2 separate regions of the Zea mays genome follow, and region 2 is linked to region 1. Evidence: chromatin contacts called from public Hi-C data. All regions are on one chromosome and are shown on one strand. Each heading gives the region's core, a stretch centred on a gene start, on an enhancer-like site or on the middle of the called end of the contact. The rest is flanking DNA. Distances are from core to core; before and after follow the strand shown.

Region 1 (6,973 bases), core at 2,114-4,613:
CGGCGGCGGTGCCCTCTGGTCAGGCGCGGACGGTCCGCGGCCTTGGGCCGGACGGTCCGTGACCTGGGCGCAGGAGCGGTGTCTTCCCTGCGTCACGCCGGACGGTCTGCAGCTCTGGGCCGGACGGTCCGCGACCTGGCAACAGGGTCGTCTTCCTCCTCCTTGCTGGAATCTAGATCTCGTCCCCTGGGGGGAAGAGATCTTAATGGTGCCCCGGGTCGACAGGTCACCCGAGGCGTCCCCAGACGACGTGGAGTCGCCTAGGAATTAAGAGATCAATTCGAGGAAGAGGTCTTGGATGGACAACTAGATCTTGCGGTCGAATAGGGGTGAGATCATAGGGTCGTCTTGGGATCGGCAGGCCACCCAAGACGGATCTAGACGACGTAGAGTCGAATAGGGGTGGAGGTGGATATGTGGAAGACTACAACTAGAACTATGCTACATCTACTTCTAGGGCAGGAAAAGTAAATAAGGTAATTGGTTCGATTGGAATGTGTTCGGGGGTTCTCAATCGACCGTACCCCTTTATATTTATAGGGGAGGAGGTCTGGACCTTTTCCTAAGAGATAGCCAACAAACTCACGCGCGATTAGATGGATAACCACGCACGAGATAAGGATAAACATTCGAGTTTAATCTAATCTCGGGATACGCGGACCGTCCGAGCCCAAGGGCCGGACCGTCCGCTCATTTTGGTGTCCAACAGGTGCCAATGCCAACTGCCAAGCCATGCCATGCTAACCTCAGCCCCCTGACGGGTCCTTTCACGGCCGACCAGCGGAGCGCGGCAGCAGGCTGCACTGCGTAGGCAGGCATGGCAGGAGAGGAGAAGAAAAAAAAAAACTGGGCGCCTTTTCTGAATCCATCGAGTCTTGTTACCACCACCACCACCACTAGTAGTAGTAGTAGCCCTGCAATACATACATGCACCAGAGAAAGGGGGCTTGAACTGTCCGTATCCGTCCCAGGCTTTTGTGCCATCGGCCATGCAGCGCAATCATGGACGCCAAGAACAAAGCGAAGCCATTGTTGACCCCCTCTCCCTCTCCCTCTCTCTCTCTCTGTCTGGCTGGCTGGCTGGCTTCACCACCAGAAAGATAAGCAGCGTCCTCCAACCGGAGCCGCAACGCGAGATTTCCGGCATGGCGTTACACACACTGAAAGACCGGAACGATGGTGAGCGGCCGCGCCACGAGACGGAGAGGGAGGGAGGCACGTCAGGTTCAGGTTTATTATTAGCCCGCCGATCGGCGAGAAGCGGGCCCTGCAACCGCAACCGCAACCGAGGCGTAGGCATGCATGCGTGCGTACCAGCAGCAGCAGCTACCACTGGCACTGGCTCGCAGTTGGCATGATGGAGATCCCCCTCCTAATCCGCGACCCCGACAGAAGCAAGCGGGCGGGCGAGCGCGGGGGGGGGGGGGGGGGGGGGGGGGGCTGTGCTCTGCATGCGCGACTCGTTGGCTGTGGCTGGTGACCCGTCGGCGTTGCCCATCGGCAGGTATGGATAGAGATAGACTCTCGTGTCGCGCGCGCCCCTCGTTCGTCCATCCGATCCCACAGTCAGGTACTCCCTCCGTTTCTTTTTATTAGTCGCTAGATAGTGCAATTTTGCACTATCCAGCGACTAATAAAAAGAAACAGAGGGAGTATGTATATACACGGACCGATTATTGCGTCCAGCAGCCACCAAAAAAGCAGTCCACAGGTACCCACCGTCGTACGAACACACATATTTTGAGCCAGGCCAATTGCATCTGATAGAGTACTATCATGGAGCATGGACCATGCTCACCCATCTGTGGATTTGTGCGGTTTCTATGGTTCAAGAAGGCTGTGAACGTACGTACGTACGCGGCGGCCTCCCCTGCCGCTCGGCTCGATCCCTGATGGTCCGCGTGCTTTGCTACCGTTGCCAGTCTCGCGCGCGGTCCTTGCAACCACGCCGGTGCAGCTTGCGATCACCCGTCAGCCAGCACCAGCACCACCACCCCCCGTGAGGACCCGCGGCTTTCTCGCGCGTCGCTTGGGGTTGTGCGCCCTGCCGTCCGGGCCACCTGCCCTCTCTAACACCCGCACGGCTGGCGCGAAGCGGAACGAGCGCGGCATCTCCGCGGTCCGTGGGATGGGTTTGTGCCGCACGGACGCGGCCACGGAGGCCCCCCCGCATGGCACGGGCTGGATTCGGGGCGGGGCGGACGCGGCGGCGGAGGCGGTGGTTCTGGCTGTCGGGGCGGGGAGCGAGGACGTGACAGGGTTCCGAGGCACACAGTCATCACACACGCGCGCGCGGGACGCATCCAGATCGGTCGGATTGCCGACGGGACGGGTGGATGGAAGGGGTCCCCGTGCAAGGGCTACGGTTGGCTCCATGCAGTGCCCCCATGCACACGCCTAGCTAGGTGCCTCCGCTGCCTCGGGTCTACGAGCGCCCGCTTGTTGAGGGAGCTCGTGGTCTCTATCGACCACCGCTCGCTTGCCGCCCGCGGTGGTGTGTACTTGGCCTAAGTTCTTGTGTTGTAGCTGTACTACTGTGCTTTTGATACAAAGACTACACAGCTGTCGGCTCGGTTCACGTGGCCTATATAGACGAGCATCTAGCCACAGGTCCAGATGACAAATTCGTGAGGCTTAATTAATTGCTGTTTCGCCTTTTTTTGATCCATATTAAATGTGCCTACTTACTATGCTTCCCGGTGCACAGCTTAGATACATGGATACATATATGATTGGATCTCGGACCCCGTTTGGACCGTAGAAATCAATCGATTATACACGGACAATACCAAGAAAAAAAAAACCCACGTACAAGGACCGGTTTATTTTCAACAGACCTCACACGTAACGGACGAACCTTGATGTTGAAAAAAAGGGAAGCATGCGGGTACTGCAGTCAATAAACCCAACCACAACCAACACATAAAGACGGGTAATAGCGCTGCACCGTAGCACGTTGATGGAACGAGGCACGCGCGCTTCAACTATAAAGACGGGTGATAGATGCATATGCAGCTAAAAGCATATCAATATGCCATACGGATACGGGCTAGGGTGCACGATCACCCTCATCAAAACACCGAGAGAGAAGGAGAAAAAAAAAGTTGTGTGCGGACTGTGCAGAGACCCAGGTCAACATGGCCTTCGTTTCAGCGGAACTCACGTCATCTCATCTCACCGTCATGATGCCCTAACAAGAATGAAATAGCAGCAGAATCGGGGGAACAGAAAACGGAAGATACTCTTAACGGGCTCCGAAGCGTCGACTAGTTGCCCATCAGTTTCTCGCGTCATTTGGGCCATTGTATTTTAGGCCCAATTTGTCCTCGTCCACACGCGGTCAGCCCGAACAAGCAATTGCAAGACAGGAGGCCCATCAAAGTAGCCCGGCTCGTAACATGTCATGTCACCCCCTCGGTCGTCCACTGGAGAGCCTCCTGCTGCTCGGCGCCGTTGATTTCCAGTTTGTTTTCAGCGAAATTCAGGCTCATACCTTCTCTGTGACTCTATGTCTGTGCACGGTGCGCTGCATACTTGTCTTGAAGCCTTTCCTCATATAAAAACAAAAAATGTTCAGCTGCGGGAGTTCGACATGTGCAACGCCAAGAACGAGGTGGCTGTTGCAATTGCAATCGAGCCCAATTTCCCGGAGTGCTTCAACAGCATGGCGAGTGCATGGAGGGGTGAGGCCAGTCTTCATGTGTCCAATAAAAATATCCGTAAATATATAGATGGTCAAGGATTAAATTTGTTTTTGGTGTAGATGTGACTTTCCCTCTGTTGGCTGCTAGAAAAACAGAAGCAAATAATATACCAATCTTGTGTATGGCTTCTTAGTCTCACCTACAATGGCCACACCACTGGTACATAGATATGAAAGTTTAGACCGGACTATTTAAAGCTGACATGGCATGACACTGTATAAAAATAAGAGTCCAAATTACGACCCGACACGAAAAAGAATGAGTTGTGCAAGTACGACCCGAACTGTCAGGTCGTACCGTGTCTCAAACTTAGTCATAATGGGCCACACAACACAACACGACTAGAAGAGCCGTGTTTGTAACGGCACGGAACCAAAAGAGGCACATATTAGAAAACTAGTGTTTAAATGGTTATTCAATACTATAATAACACTTATTTAATATAATAAAAAATTTCTAGTACCAAAAAACATCCGGATAGGCATATATGTTCGAGAAAAGTTTAATATAGAAACATATTTAGCGATTAATCTAATAACACTTATTTAATGTAATAAAAATCGTCTTTTTTATCTATAAACTTGATCGAACTTTCCGTAAAAGTGAAATCTGTTCACCTGTTCATTCGGTGTTCTTTTCTTTTCTTTTTTTTTTCAATTGCTCACTGTGGATCGGATATACGTCCACTCAGATCAATCGAATAATAAAAGTCCAAATCCAGCCGATCAGATTCGAAAGAAATGTATCATTGCACCGACTATATAGCAGGCCCAGGGACACGTACGCCTGCACATATAAACAGCAGAATCATTGCACGGCCACGAATTAATTAAATATTAGTGAAAGCAGCCTGCCCATATGTATGCTTGATCGGCAATGATCCTAGAATGATAGAAATCCATCACATCAAATGTTGATTGGGCGTGAAACCGGAAGCGGCGGCACAACGCGCAAAAATATCTCTTTCTTCACCATTCTCTACTGGTTCAGCCGGTCATGTATGACTGTTTTTTTTTTCTTGAGCAAAAGTGAGATGTCTAGTTTATTTACTATACATAGGCCGTATTAAATTTGCTGAGACCAAAAGTTAAAGGGATTTGCTCAGAAGGTACAGATCTCATTGGTGTGCAAATCAAGGGTCCAAATCCCAAATCAAATAGACATTTTGTCTCGTCTCCAACAGACTCTTTATTTTTTACTATCTATTTTTTTCATAAAGATTATAATTTATATATAATATTTCACTCCAATAGACTATATATCTATTTTGACTAGTTAGGTGGCTAGCCAAATTTAGCGAATGAAAGAGCCAATTTAGAGAGTCAAATAGTTTGATGAGTCAGACATCTAGTGTGTTGGAGTTATTTTGCTCTTGATTAGCCAAAATTTGACTTGATTAGCCATTTAGCTAACACTCCATTGTGTTAGTGCTTCCTAGCTAGTTTCCGCGCGTTTGGCAAAGTCTAAGCAAGAGGGTCATATCTGATCCGAAACGGAACGGAAAAGGCCCGAGCAGTCTGCTGCTGGGGGACAATATCATGAAACCCATTTGGGTATTCTAATCTTTTATATATAATCTCTCCCCCACACCCCAATCCGCAACCTTACTTTAAGTTCTATTATTGGAGCTAGCATATTTTATCCTCTCTTCTTCTTTCTTTTTTTTTTCGTGTGCGGACCTAACTGGAGAGCGACACATACTGATCATGGATTCATGGCAACCGAAAAAAATAGAGAAAACACATACTTTCTTCTGGTTAATTAGGGTCTCAGTGTCATGAATGGCTTAACACATGCATCCGCGCTAAACGTCCAATGTCACGTCAGTGTACCGTGCAATAACGCAGCTTTTTTTAATGCATAATACAAAAGGCATATATTCATGTATGCATGGAGCCATGGAATGTATACTTTTTTCCCATAAACCAAGATCACCTCATAGGGGTAAGAGATAGGATGTCAAACAAACCTTAACCCTTCAAATTATAGATCCAATACAAAAATAAAGTAATTAATAATAAATAATCCATATCTCCCAAATTATAGTTCTTTCTATAGCCCTCTTATTTTACGTCCATATTAGAATGAATGATAATAGATATAGACATACATATAAACTACATCCATAAGTTAATTAATGAATGTATGTTTAGAGCATGTTTGGATCCACTCTGGTTTTAAAAAACTAGTTTCTAGACTTAGTTTCAAGAAACTGGTTTTTAGAAGAAGAAAAAAACTGGATACAAGTGTTTGGATCCACTCGTTTTAAAAAGCTGGTTTCTAATTTTTCCTTTAACAATGACAATCATACCCTTTGTTTGTTTAGAGAATGTTGGCTTAGTTCTCCTCAATTTACTTCCCTCTACCCTCGCATCATATAACTGCCGGCTGGTTCACGCTGCATATGGTTCACATGCATTTACCGGCTGGTTCTCGCGTCATATAACTGACGGACTGCGGATCAGCCGCGAGGACGGATCGCACTAGAGAGAGAAGAAGGCGCACGATTAACGGTTGGAAAGGAGTGGCATTTCTTAGTAATTTGTTCTTTCTTATAAAGGGTAACGGGTAATTAGGCACAAAAAAACTGGTTTTAGTTGAGCATAACCAGATTCTTAATTGGTTTTTAAGAAACCAGAAACTAGTTTTCAGAAACTAAATAAAACTTGATTTGTTTGGAGGCCTTCTAGCTTTTAAAAACCTGTTTCTAAAAATCCCGATGGAACCAAACAGTGTCTTAGTCTAAAATGAATTATATATTTATACCAGATGGAGTAACTACAATATTTATATTTTAAAAACTAAAAATGCCGGAAATCTCCCTGAACCTCCTGCTTTGTTATGTGTGTAGACAACCTTCCTATATTTTCACCCATGACTAGCGTAAAAGCATACATAAATTGTTTTCTAAAAGATATTAGAAAAGGTTGAAATTACAATATTTAGATGTGTGCGCAGAATCAGTTAGTGTTTCAGATTTCTTGCGAGATTTGTTAGCTAAACCTGCGAGATTAACTCGAGAACCGATTTGTAACGGATCTAGACCTCCCCATTTATATAGATAAAGTGTTACGGTCGATTGAACCCACACAATCAATCCAATCAAATCTACTTATCATTTTTACCTTATGCATTAGAAGTAGTTCTAGTTTAACCCCCTAGTTTAGCCTCCCTATACCTTGAATCTTCACCTCTCTTCGGCTCTACGTCGACTAGAGGCGTCTTGTGTTGCCTGCCGACACTAAGACACATCCTAGAATCTTTTCCCT
Region 2 (6,973 bases), core at 2,535-5,034, 370 kb after region 1:
GAAAGCACCAAACCAAAGCAGTGCATGTCTACAGACTAGACTAGACAGACACAGTACTCGCGCTGCCCGGCTGCCGCCCGGTTCCCCTTGCACCGCTCCTGCAGCTGCAACAGCATCTGTGCAGCAGCCAGCAGGGCGTGCGATTGTCTCGTCTGAATGTGTGACGAGCAGATGAACAAGCAGGGAAAAGCCAGAAGGATGATGAACCTCGCCGCACGCAGAGGTATGGATGGATTAAAAAGCAGGTCTTGACGCGTCAATGCCGCTGGGACTGCGGGCATCTGCACTGTTCCTAAGCTAGCTTATACTATAGTTTACATATATACACTATACGTACATCAAAAGCCTAACTTAAACCAAAGAAGAGGCAGCGGCGGCAGACAAACACGCTTTTAATCAAAAGGCGGAGATGGCCTGGTAAATAAAAACCTGGAAAAAAAAGTCGGGGCTGGGGGTGAAAAAGAGAAGACGGGGAGGAGCGGAGAAGCTGGCTACGCGGGCCGGGATTCAGAAAACTCGCCAGCGTCCTTCCTGGGTGCTCCCGCCTCGTGTAGCTTTTGTTCTGCTTTCGTCGGCATCGATCAAAGCAGTAGATTCCGAAAGGCTCTTAGCTAGCTGGCCCAACAAAAAAGGCCCAGCCGCATATGCGCGTGTACCACAAGGGGGGCCTGGGCCATCCTGTGCTCCTTTTTCTCTTTCTTCGACTCCACTCCCCGTAGGTAGCTTTTAGAGTGTGTTTGATTGAGAAATGAAGGAGAATGTAACCGCTCTATTTATATTTTTTGGATGTTTGGTTTCTAACGAAAGAAGAGTGGAGCAATTTCTGAAATCTTCATATGAGAATTTACCCATAAATAGTTGGGACCCTCCCACTCCATCAAAACGATCGGATGTGAGCGTTTTCCTCCCTCTCCTCCACACCACTCATTATTCTTCCAACCAAACAAAAAACGGAGCGGCTCCACTCTATTCTACTTTCTAGCCAAACAAAAAAAAAATGAAGTGACTTCATTATGCTTGCCAAACACATAATGGAACAACTCCATTATCAGAAACGGGAATGAGGCCGCTCCATTCTAGTTGACTCCCCAACCAAAACACCCTTAGGGAATTAGGACACTTGTGCGGTTGTGCTTTTGTTGTGGCAAGGGGCATGGTGATCACTCTTACTATTCAGGGATGTTTGGAAACAAAGTATTTTTGGAGTTTTAAGTTAAAATCATGACATTGAAGAATACCATAGTATCTTTTTGTCCAATGGTGTTTGGTTGTATTGTAAAAAAACTCTGTTTTGAATACCATGGTTTTGTAGATACCATAGTATTTTTGGAGTATTTAAAATTGCACTCTAATCCATAGTTTTTTTTTGTCTATGACTAGCCGGCCTTGTACATGTATACTAAATATCATGGTTTGAATTACTTTATTTCCAAACACATATTTGTAAGAATAACGTAAAAATACTACACTTGTGTCCTGACATTTTAAAAACCGTAGTATTTCAAAACTTTGGGTTTGTGTGGTTTTGTACTGGTACTGGACTACTGGTAGAGCAAAGTAATCCGTTACAGACTTCCAGTAAGCATGTGTACGTGTTTGTGTTTCTGCAAAGGATTTGAAACCATGTGGCAGATTATTCTCTTTCAGAAACGGAGCGCCCCCGTCGTTTAGCAAAGGAATGACTTGTAGTAAAAGGGAGGTTGGCAGCATGCGCACGTAACGGAGAGCAGAGGGAGGAAGGGCCCATCGGCCAGGGACCTTATCTTTTGCATGCACGGTAACATGACAGACGACATGACCGGTCCAAGTCACGTAGTATTCTGTTCTTCCGTTTCAATTATCACGGTCAGTTCTCCAACCAAAAGTGAGCGCGCCGGATTAGACCGAAAAGTGAGCGCGTCTAGTGAGCCAGAGCCAGCCAGCACAGTACTGGCCCTCTTCCTTGCTCGTCACCGGCCGATGGCGACGGCGGTGGAAAGCTCTCGGTCTCGGCGGCGGGGAATTTAGTTAAAAGCGGCGTGCAACGGGGCGGAACCGCAGGAATCATTGTTGTGTGGTTTTGCCATGGTTCCGTCCGTGCAAAAAGTGGGTGCCTTTTGCCGCTCCCCACACCATGCGCGGGCGGCGGCCTTCCGGCCTTGAGAGCCGCGGCTGGCTGATCGAGGAGAGCCACCCGCCGGCCGGGTGTCGGGCGCCGGACGGGACGGAGGCGAGCGCGACGAGCGGCGCCCATCCTCGGGTGCGTGTAAGTGTGTTCGAGTTCGACAAGGGCACGCGCGCGACAGGGCACGCACACACACGCACTCATTGTCTACCATCGTGTGCGGTGGCAAGGACTTGGTGCCAAAAGCCGGCAACTTTACAGTCGTTACTGGACAGTGGACACAGGTAGAGAGACCGAGATTTGAGAGACAGACAGAGGTGACTGAGGGCAGGCAGCGACCACAGAAAAGACGAGCATCATCACTGCGCTAGCGCTATGGACACTAGCAACTCGGAAAGCGAGGGCTGGTGGCCAGGCCTGCCCCTCCTGCACACACCATGCACGGCTGCCCGATTGTTTTTATTTTGACTCTTTTTTTTAAAAAATAACGTATGCCTAGATCCGTGTCATATGTCTTGGTGATGATGTTTCAACCCTGTATTGCCGTGCCTCCGTTTTCTGGTTGCCGCTTGCTCTTCCTCTCTTCTCCGTCCTACTCTCTCCGTCCACATATATTTGTCACTACGGTATTCGTATGGCTCAAACTTTCTGAAATTTAACTGGATTTATAAAATATATTAGCAACATTTATATCTTCGAAAAATTTTACTATAAAAGTAGATTCAAAGATCTATCTAACGATACTAATTATGTACTATAAACATTCTATTTTCTTATATAAGGGGGTGTTTGGTTTATAGGGACTAATTTTTAGTCCCTACATTTTATTCCATTTTAGTTGCAAAATTGCTAAATATAGAAACTAAAACTCTATTCTAATTTCTAAATTTGGCAATTTATAGTCTAAAATGGAATAAAATGATGGGACTAAACATTAGTCCCTACAAACCAAACACCCCCTAAATGTGGTCAAAGTTAAAAATGTTTGACTCCTCGAAAAATAAGAACGGCCAACATTTATGGACGAAAGAAGTACGCGCCTATATATATGCTCATCGATCGCTGCCCCAGTTCCGACCCTGACTCCAACCTAGACCCTCATAGTCAGTCGGTGGTACGAGAAATAAATGAGGTCCATCTCAAACGGGATGAGACGGTTTAAATTGGAGCTCGAACTGTAGACTGTGACTGGCGTTAAACCGTATAACTTCAGTGTTATAGATCACGACATCTCTCCACATGGTTATACCCGTGTTAATGGATTGTTTGGTTGTTGCATGGAGATTGGAGGGTATTGAGTGGCATATAATTCCTTGTAAGTCAAAATAAGTAGTAAAGGATTATACCACCTTCAATCCCCTCCTATCTCTATGCAACCAAACAAGTGCTAATGGTCTCATCAAATATGTGAACGTAAACTTTTTTGGGGAAAAAGAATCTAATATAAAAGTCGGCACGGCTGCGGCATGAGTAAACTCTTGTGACTGGGGTGGGGTATTGATACTCATTGCCTGCCTGCCCGGGCTCGGCTCATTGAACGCTAGCTGCTGCTTTGGGCGCTCGCTTTTCCTCGAGGGCTTTCTGAAAAGTTCGGGTACGTGTGCCCCCACATTCTCTTCGGACAGGCCTTTCGGCTATGTATAGAGGAGGAACCCCTGTGCTCCGCTGCCCAATTCCAACCCCAGCTTTGACTGCCCTCGCTTGGTGCTCAGTTCTTTCCTCTGCTCCTCCGCCTCTTCTCGCACCTCGGCACCTTCTTCGGCAACTGCGAGCGAGATGGAGGTGAGCCGAGAATGCGTGTCTTTGTTGGGCTTCTTCTCTTGTTTTTTTGCAACAGCGAAACTAAACTATACGCCATGTCCTTGCTAACAGAGAAACAAGCCATGACAGTTGGAACATGCTCGTTTTACATATACATAGTAGACTAGTTATCTTACCTACTGTGAATCTGAAATATATAGTATTGCCGTAACAGTGTTTGTTTTCTTTTCAAACAAGCACGTACGTGTCCTACATTCACATACAGTTTTTTTTTTCTTTTGCTTCCAAACTTCCAGAGAAGAAGATTACACGAAACTGTATTGCATTCTTCAGTCGTACTGTTCAGTCGCCCACCACCAGTGGAGTAAAAAAAAAGTTTCGTTTCGTTTTCTGCCAGGCGCAAGACGACTGCAAGTGGCGGCAGATCCCGGCGTTCGGCGACTGGAACGTGTGGGACGGCGACATGCCCGTCACCCAGTACTTCCAGGCAGGGGCCTTCTTCTTCGCGGCGCCGGCGGAGAAGGGCGACGCGGATCTCTTCAAGGTGCCCCAGTTGCCTGCCAAGCCCTACGGCTACAAGAAGGTGAAAGAGCACTGCATCCATTTCTTTCATCAACTCCCCAGCACTGTTTCATACTCCGTGCCGTGCAGTCTGCACTAGTTAACAAAGGTGGTACTGACAATTCTGTGTCCGATGCCTGTCCTGTGCAGTGCGTTGTTCGAGTGAAGGGGGAGAAAGAAACCGCTGTGCCGCCGGCGGCGAGGAAGGGACGCAGGAGGCGCTGCGTGAGCGAGCAGCACAAGTGGAAGCCCAAGGGAGCTGTGGACGAGGACCTGTACAAGATCTCCCCGCAGCTTCTCTGCAAGGTGAAGAAGGCAAGTGCCCTGTAATCAAATCCTCCCTAGCTAGTTTGCTCTCAGATCAGTGCGTCTCTCGCTGCATGCACCCAACGTGTAGCTAAGTGGGGTTTTACCTTTTGTCTAGTTCTCGTCATGTGACTGTCCTTTATCTAGCCTAAGCTGACCCCTTTGCAAGTAGCTTTTGTTTGGATAGCATTAGATAGAACATCTACATTTGCCAAAGATGTGACCTTTTTTTCAAAAAGAAAGAAGCTTAAGCGCTTCATTTTTTTCACAGCATTTGGACGGCCTTTTGTCAAAGGCCATGAGCGATAAAGCTGGACTGTAAATTCAAGCGAGATTTTAGGCGAGGATTTTATTCTCATGACCTGTTCTTCGTTCTGCAGAAGAAGCTGCTGAGGAATTTGCTTGGAGGGTGCCTCGGCTTGGGCTGCATCGCCTGATAGTGAGAGATGCAGAGCTTAATAAGTTTCTTGAAAGTTCGCTTGCTTGGTGCTCTGGAGAGAGTTGTATAGTTGTCTACGCTAATATGAGATTAATGGAAACTTACTACTGCTTCTGCACTCGTTTGAATGTAACACTAGCTTGCATTCCATCTTTCCTACGGTTGCTTCAGTGCCTGACTAAGGGCTGTTTGATTCTGAAAATGTATAAATTCAGCCTTATTGTCTTTCACAGGTACGAATTGGACCTTCATTAACTAATGTGTTCAGCAAGACTTGTTAGCCCAAGTTGAATGGTTCAGGCAAGCTTGTCTGTAACCAAGGGCACCCCTGTCTGTAAACCCCTATTCAAGCTAGTCATCAATGTACGACAACTTTCCTGGTCCTGCATCCCATGTTCCCGTTTATCTTTTCTCTTCTCTCTCCTTATCTCTCACGCTTTACTAGGATAGTGTCACTGGGCATTAATAATATGTGGAGCTAGTTCAAACTTGCCACAACCTTTCGTTTCTCTCATCCCCTCCTTCCTTTGTGAGCCCCGGAGGAGAACGTGAGATTTGGGCTAAAAAAAAAGATTAAACCTATAAGTAAATTCCGAAAATAAGTACTCTGAGCGCTTCGATTCAAGATATTGGAGATCATACCTCTCATCCCCTCCTTCCTTTGTGACCGTTGATGCCGCGATCTTTGTCTCAGAGGGCATTCAGCATTGGACCCACCAATATATTCCGAAAGCTTTGACGAGATTAGATTTAGTTGGTCAAGCTGAGCATAACATAGAAGCAATAACATCCGATATGGGAGGAGGAAGAAAAGGATGTGTGACAGTAAATTAGGAAAAAAAATCATGATCTAGTACCATGTTAAAAGTGGCAAAAAACAATATTCTCATGAGGGTTGTACTCATCTATATATATAGAGATGTACATAAGAATGATTTACATGGTAGTTGAGATTAGACAACATAACCCTAAGGTGCCGTTTTGTTCACATGTTGGTAACATAATGTGTTACCAATAACGTTAAATCGTGTTTGTTAAGTCCAACCGTAATCGATATCACGCTACAAATGGATACCGCCTTATTGAAACTTGTTACCGCCGATATTTGAGTGTAAATCGTTACCACTACCATTTACGTTACATTTCATGAGCCAAATGGCACCTAAGCCTTTACATAGCAGGGAGCATCTCCAAGAGACCATGTTAAAACTCCCCAAAACCAGTTTTGGGGGTAAACTCTGCTGGTTCGTGCTCCAACATAGGCCCGTTCGTGAGCCGCATTTATGCGCGACCCGGAAAAACACGCGAGGATAAAAACTTCCCCAATCATGTGAGCGCGTGAAACCTGGTGAGTTCCCACCGAGATTGCGTCGGTGGATCCTCGAAACCTAGAGAGCGCGCAAAACCTGGTGAGCAGCAAAAATAAATATGTCCATCCACATGCATAATTGGACCAACGGTAGAGGCCAACTAGGCCAGCAACAACATCTGGAATTTTTAAACAGTAGCCCAGTTTCGTTTGAGCGTTCTTTTTTGCGAGAACTGCTGGAATTATACTTTGTATACACCATGAAAAAGATTTAGTATGCCTTCATAATCAGTTTTTGGGGAAAATTTGTATTTCCTTCTTTTGGAGATGCTCACATCACTACTAAAGTTGGGGGTGCAATCCCAAACACAACAGAATCAAGAGATGTAGTTCTTTCCTCCTACATATAACTTTCTGCTTTTAACGTGTATAATCTTCTATCTTTTAGCATAGAAATTAAAGCCTCCTGCAAATATGCAATAACCAGCCGAGC

The links. Hi-C and Micro-C count contacts between places; a contact is called where the count stands out from the background.
Region 2: a contact with region 1 is called in a Hi-C map of ear, with 2.2 times the contacts expected there. The contact joins the promoter of LOC100191186 here to the enhancer-like site in region 1. A contact is called at or near these places in 2 of 25 Hi-C or Micro-C datasets (ear and tassel).

Annotation. Positions count from the first base shown.
Region 1 is chr3:164,261,873-164,268,845 of Zm-B73-REFERENCE-NAM-5.0, forward strand. No RefSeq gene overlaps it. Among protein-coding and RNA genes, the nearest start is that of LOC103652331, 6.8 kb to the right of the region's middle. Within about 2 kb of position 3,364, at least 19 of the 20 cell types and tissues checked have an H3K27ac peak or open chromatin away from gene starts, as enhancers often do. A contact at or near this core is called in ear and tassel, where this site is marked.
Region 2 is chr3:164,627,570-164,634,542 of Zm-B73-REFERENCE-NAM-5.0, forward strand. LOC100191186 reads left to right here and starts at 3,785. Exons shown (of 4, transcript NM_001196816.1): 1 at 3,785-3,886; 2 at 4,263-4,448; 3 at 4,577-4,741; 4 at 5,113-5,390. The coding sequence starts at 3,881. The coding sequence ends at 5,169.